Regions from separate parts of the Anas platyrhynchos genome. Here region 2 is linked to region 1. A link is a contact called in public Hi-C data. All regions are on one chromosome and are shown on one strand. Each heading gives the region's core, a stretch centred on a gene start, on an enhancer-like site or on the middle of the called end of the contact. The rest is flanking DNA. Distances are from core to core; before and after follow the strand shown. Region 1 holds the start of COG6 (component of oligomeric golgi complex 6). Region 2 holds the start of PROSER1 (proline and serine rich 1).

What was found. Hi-C and Micro-C count contacts between places; a contact is called where the count stands out from the background.
Region 2: a Hi-C map of F5 follicle shows a contact between it and region 1, with 4 times the contacts expected there. The contact joins the promoter of PROSER1 here to the promoter of COG6 in region 1. A contact is called at or near these places in 7 of 8 Hi-C or Micro-C datasets (F1 follicle, F5 follicle, liver and 3 more).

What each region holds. Positions count from the first base shown.
Region 1 is chr1:180,298,700-180,301,895 of IASCAAS_PekinDuck_T2T, forward strand. It overlaps COG6 (component of oligomeric golgi complex 6), which reads right to left and starts at 1,668. Exons shown (of 19, transcript XM_038174145.2): 1 at 1,460-1,668; 2 at 195-338. The coding sequence starts at 1,570.
Region 2 is chr1:180,588,643-180,591,838 of IASCAAS_PekinDuck_T2T, forward strand. PROSER1 (proline and serine rich 1) reads left to right here and starts at 1,701. Exons shown (of 13, transcript XM_072032587.1): 1 at 1,701-2,099. The coding sequence starts at 2,055. NHLRC3 (NHL repeat containing 3) reads right to left here and starts at 1,736. Exons shown (of 7, transcript XM_038178839.2): 1 at 1,323-1,736; 2 at 350-502. The coding sequence starts at 1,736.

The DNA of each region.
Region 1 (3,196 bases), core at 418-2,917:
AATGTTCACCTGAATCTTTTTTTGTTTGTTTGAAATATCACCTGTGTGCAATGTTTTCATCAAATGGTATGAACAATTAAACATTTTTATTGTAAATGTATTTGTCTAGGAAAAAATCATGATTACTCATAACCCTTTTTTCTTTTTTAAATCATACTCTGACAAGATAGCTAATCAAACTGTAAAACTGCTACCTCTTTAACTTGCTTGAATATGTGGACAAATTCTTCATTTATGGCTAAGCTTCGTCGTTCAATGTCTCCACGCAAATTTCTTCGGGTCCGCAAGCTATTTTCAACAAAAAAGGTTGAGAGAGCCTTGAGTGCTTCCAGCATTTCCTAAAAAGTAGAAAGGCAAATTAAATTAACATTTCACTAGGTTATAAAGAAGCACATTGCACAGTCTGCAGCCACCCCAAATTCACTGCTTTAGACAAAAAGGTACAGTATAGAATCACAGGATCATGAAGGTTGGAAAAGACCTTCAAGATCAATTGGTCCAACCATCCCCCTACCACCAATGTCACCCACCAAACCATGTCCCCAGGCACCACGTCCAACCTCTTCTTGAATACCCCCAGGGACGGTGACTCCACCACCTCCCTGGGCAACCCGTCCCAGTGCCTGACTGCTCTTTCTGAGCAGAAATGTCTCCTCACTGCCAACCTGAACCTCCCCTGGCACAGCTTGAGGCCATTCCCTCTGGTCCTGTCACTGGTTACCTGTGAGCAGAGGCCGACCCCCAGCTCCCCACCCCTTCCTTTCAGGCAGTTGCAGAGAGCAATGAGGTCTGCCCTGAGCCTCCTCTTCCCCAGCCCAAACACCCCCAGCTCCCTCAGCCGCTCCTCACAGGCCTTGTGCTCCAGGCCCCTCACCAGCTCCGTAGCCCTGCTCTGGACACGCTCCAGGGCCTCCATGTCCTTGTAGCGAGGGGCCCAAAACTGAACACAGTACTCGAGGTGCGGCCTCACCTGAGCCAAATACAGGGGGACGATCACCTCCCTGCTCCTGCTGGCCATACTGCTCCCGACACAAGCCAGGATGCCGTTGGCCTCCTTGGCCACCTGGCCACACTGCCGGCTCAGGTCTCTCGTCTTTGTATATGTTTTAACAGACTCTTATCTATTTATTTTTTTCCTTTATAACTGCTTTAACCAGAAAGCTCACAGCTGGTTAAAGCACGACTACAAAACACCTCAACCAGGAGAAGCCTCAGCGGTGCCACCCCAACTACGTGGCACCAGCGTCCCCAGCACGGGCAGCGATGCGGGGCATACCCCGAGGGGCCAAAACCCAACTTTTATCCCCAATTCCCACTGCAGACCCCTGCCTGCCCCCGGGGACAGCGCCGGGGGCTCCCTTCTCCCTTCGGGGAGCCTGCGGGGGCCCTGCGGCCCCCGGCCCGGCTCTGCCGCCCCCTTGGCCCCCCTCAGCGGCGGTGCCGGAGCCCGGCTCCCCACCTTGTCGTTGTCCAGCCGTGTCTCCAGGATTTTATTGAGCTTTCGGGCCAGCGGGTTGATGCCGGGGCCCGCCGGGGCTGCGACCTGCGGCGGGGCGGCGGTGTCGGCCATGGCTGCGTGCGGCGGCGGAGCGGCTCCCGAGGAAACGCGCTCCCCGGGCTTTGGTTCCTCCTGCAAGGCTGGCGCTGTGTGACAGGCAGACAGACAGACAGGCACCGACAGACACACAGAAAGTCACCCTCTGCCTGCTCCACAAGCGTGGTGCCGGCTACGGTCCCGAGATCCTGCAGCTTGCAGGGCGGGAGCCGAGTTGAGTCCGTCTGGGGGGCGCGGAGGGGACACGGGCTCACAGAGGCCGCCGAGGGGCTTTGAAAGATTAACCTTTTAAAGTTGGAATTGTAAAAGATTTCTCTGTTTTACTTACACGCTGCATTCCTGGAATACCTATCTGTAATCCTGCAAACATACTTTGTTAGTATCTGAAATGGGGTTCGTTACCATTCGGGTTGGTTATGAGACCAAAATACACGACCCCTGGTACCTGCAGTTCTTAGGGAACAAGGAAAATTTGGAGATTTGTGATAAGAAAAAAGATTATCTTCCTGAGGTCGCATGGCTGTATTCATTTCATGCTTGCTGTGTAAATGAGTGTAACTAAAAAAAGAAATGTAAAAGAAATGGGCTATTGTTATACAAATGAAAGTAAAAGCATGTCAAAATGGGGAGATCTTACATTGGCCATTCATTTACTGAAACAGATTATAGCTCTGAGGTTTGTTTTCTTCTTGTCATGTCATTTTCTTCTTGTAGATAGTCAGCAAACAGATCTTCATGTGTTTTTAGACACCTAGTTTCCCTCCTTAGCTTCTGTGTCTCTGCCCTATTTTGTTGGTATTACCTCTTCCCAGACGTCCCTTACTTCTGACCAAGCTTCCAGGAGCCAGGATCTCCCTTCTCCATGTTAGGAATCTGCTTTAAAAAGATTAGACAGATTTAGACAGGTTTAATTTTTTAAAAAATTAAGAGATAAAACATGCAGTCACAGGTGCATGCCATCACAGATGTGAGCAATTATATTTAAGCATGTAAAGAAAACTCCATTATTAGAAAGATCGCATCCCAACTTGAAATTGGATATTGCTACCAGCCTGAACAAAAATTCCAATGCCATTAACCTGTTGGATGAGTTGACACAGCAAAGGCACACCTTGAACTCAGAAGGACTTTAACATCTAAAGAACCACAAGTGTCAAGATAAGATCATTGCCAAGCCTCATCCAGCAAGTTATACCACAGACATATAAGGAACCACAAACGTTTTCCTCTGTCAGTTGGTGCATGTACTGTCTTTTGAAGCATCCACTTTTGCTTTCAGACGCTCCTTGATGGAAGTGTATCTTTTCATGAATTTGTTTCAGGAGCCAGGTTACTTCTAGATAAGTCAGTAACCTATAGGATTTTGAAACAGTATGTGTTTATCTGTGCATGTGTTCCCCAAGAAAAATAAAAAGAAATAATCAAGGGAACACATTTTAATCTCCTATAACTGAGAGAAGCATTTGTATAAGAGCACCAGGGCTTATATATATATACACACATATATATTGTGTGTGTGTCTAGGAATATTAGATGCATCTACAAAGACAATGACAAGCAAATAAATCATTTATTTTAATGTTTACAGGCTAGATTTTTCCTCAAAAAGGATTTAAAAAAAAATATTCAAATGTGATCATG
Region 2 (3,196 bases), core at 451-2,950, 290 kb after region 1:
CCCCCAGAACTTCTTTTAAAATAGGTAAGGCAGAAAGATCTATACTTATATTTTCACTAATTTTGATACAGCAATTACTTTCTATACTTTAAACGTTGTTATTATATAGAAATTGGTAGGAAGTATATATTTCCTGATATTTATATTATATAAAATATAAAATTTAAAAGTATTTATACATATACATTATAAAATTATTATATAGGTATTATAGTTTACACACAAACATGTAAATACATACACATATGGAATTACATGTATCTGTAAATATAAATACACTTAAAGCAGACATTTTAAAGGCACAAATACATTGGATTAACAAGAATAGAAATTTAGTACTCTCACTCACTTGTCCCACGTAGACCAAACCATGAAGAGAATCAACAGCAACACAAAACGTTTGGCCAGTGAAATACTCTGGAATTTTAGGCCAGCTTATGTCCAGCTTGTACATCTGTTGCTGTCCCTTCGAAGGATAGAAGTAATCAAATGCTTTCAACACCTGACAATACAAAAATACATATCCATTAGCAGTTAGATTATACAACGGTGGGATGTTTGTTTACATCCAGTTTTAATAAATGTGAGGATCAGAACCGGCAATAGAAAGTAACTGTACTTACAGTAGTAAGTAAATGGATTTATTCAGGTTATAAAGGTAAACAGAAACAGGTTTTTAGTTATCATTTTGGACTATAATTGAGAAAACTTTAACAAACTGAAAATTAAGTAACAAAGCCGGTTGGATTGGGGAAGCTCTGGAACTTGAAGGCAAAAAACACACCCTGAAACTCCTTGTATCGAAGTTGCTGTTGCTACCTGTCAATGGACCCACACCAAAGAGGAAAACAGGAGAGAAGGTTTCAAATGCAACAGAATCAATAACTACTTCAAAAAAACAATGAAATCGGAAAAATAGGACAGCACAGATCAAGGAGGAAAGCTACACCATAGAAATGAGGAAGCGTAAGTAGGAACAGCACAGCTTCAGCACTTTAAAATGCGATGGAAGGAAAGCAGCTGCAGCTTTTTGGCTGTGCTGGCAGAGCCGAGGAAGGGAAGGGAGCACAGCTGCTCTCCTGCAAGCACCGGGCGGGGACCTCAGCGCTGAGGGATCCGGCTGGAGCTGAGCACTCACAAAACGGGGAATCGCTGGTGACTAAAAACCTTTTAATGTTGCTGTCCGCTGGAGGTAGGGCTCCGTGGATCGGAATCCAGAACGCCACAAACTGCCACGGCGCCCCCCTCCCCACACACACCCCGACACCCTCCCCACACACACCGGACTCCCCCCGGGGCCATGCCGGCGCCCCCCCGCCCACCTGCGAGCCCCCGATGAGGCCGAGCAGCACCAGCAGGGCGCCCGCCATCACCAGCCACGGCCCCAGCGCCCGCTTCCCCCTCATGGAGGCGAGGCCGGGCCGTGCCGGGCGGGCGGCGTTGCCATGGCAGCCCCGTGACAGCGGCTTGGGCCCCGGGCAGCGCCCGCCCACAAAATGGCGGCGGGGTGCCCAAAATGGCGCCGGCCTGGCGGGGTTGAGGAGAGGAGGAGGAGGAGGAGGCGCACGGGGGTAAGGCTCCGCGCTGCGTGCGGCGTTTCTGAGGAGCCGGGAGAGCTGCGAGGCCGCCTCGGGGGTGCTGCTTCTCCTCAGGCAGCGCGGAAGGCGAGCGGTGCCCACATTTGGCGTCACAGCGGCGCGCCCAGCAGAGCGGCAGGACCGGGGCAGCGGAGCTTCTCATCGCCTCGCCTCAGCTCGCTGCTGGGCCATGGCGAGCGGGATGGCCCCGCTGCTGCCCGTCTGTCCCTGTCCGTCTGTCCCGCGGCCAGCCGCCGTGCAGAGCCGTCAGCGCTAGCCTCAGGGGCTGGGGAGAGCCCGGGCCGCCTGTCCTGCTCGGTGTTTTTTTTAACTAATCTATAAATTTTTAACTAATCTATATATCTTAGCTAATTATATATATTTTTATATATCCTCTCGTTGAAATCTTTGGCCTGGAGTTTTTTTTTTTTTTTCCCCTACCCTTTTCGTGTATCTGCATTGAATGAACTAATAAAGATGGATAAGAAATCGTTTGAGACCGTGCTGGATGAAATTAGAAAGGTAACTTTTCGTTTTGCATGCCAGATTAACCATTTCATCTAGAATATGATGAACACACCGCGTTCATTTGTGTTCTTTAATAATCACTCGAGGCTCCAATAAAGACTAAATTGCACTTCAGTTTGAAAAACTATAATCCTGTGTTATTGCTATATCCTAGTCATTGTATATCAAATATAATAGCGTAAGGCTGTTGTGATGTGCTTGCTCTGTTTGAGATACTTCTATTCTCTGAGAAAAGTGATGTGATGTTAGTTCACTGCTGAAAGCATGGACCAGATGTACTTGAAAAAATGCTCGTCTGAAATAAACATTGGAATAAGTTATCATGACTTCTTCTCTGTCAAGGTAGAGGAGGATGAAAAGCCAAATTAGCCTAATAGTTCTTAATTGAGGGGAGGACATTTGCTTAGTTCATCTGGAGAAGTGGGTTTATAATGTGAGATATATTTTGTATATATTTAGGAGATTAAACACATAAGAGAGCTGATGACCAAGATGCATTCTGTGATCTCCCCCTGCTCAGGAACACGTGCATGCCTTCCTCCAGGTTGTGGAGTCCTGGATTTTGGTCCCCTTCATGGGCTCTCTTTGCACATCACCTGTTAAAAATGCCCTGAGCAAAATATTTGCTTGATGTGGGAAGCAGAGACACAAACAAAGCCTTGTTAGGCATTGGAATGGGCTGCCCAGGGAAGTGGTGGAGTCACCATCCCTGGAGGTCTTTAAAAGACGTTTAGATGTAGAGCTTAGGGATACGGTTTAGTGGAGGACTTAGTGTTAGGTCAGAGGTTGGACTCAGTGATCTTGGAGGTCTCTTCCAACCTAGATGGTTCTGTGATTCTGTGGAACCTAGGCTTCCCGTTATCTGACAGGTGCTCTCACTTCTTTCTGCACAGAGGCTTGCTTTTAACAGAGGAGCTAGAGGTCAGTGTTTAGGGCAATTCCCCAACTGCTGGAAGTGGACAAGGAGGTAGAAAAAAATGTCTGGACCCTTCAGGAACTGAGAGACAAATAAAAGGATAATTCCTGCCTTGTGTGGGAAGTGCAAACCTGGGGTGAGGCATTTTGCTGTAGCTGAAACATTAAATCAGGGG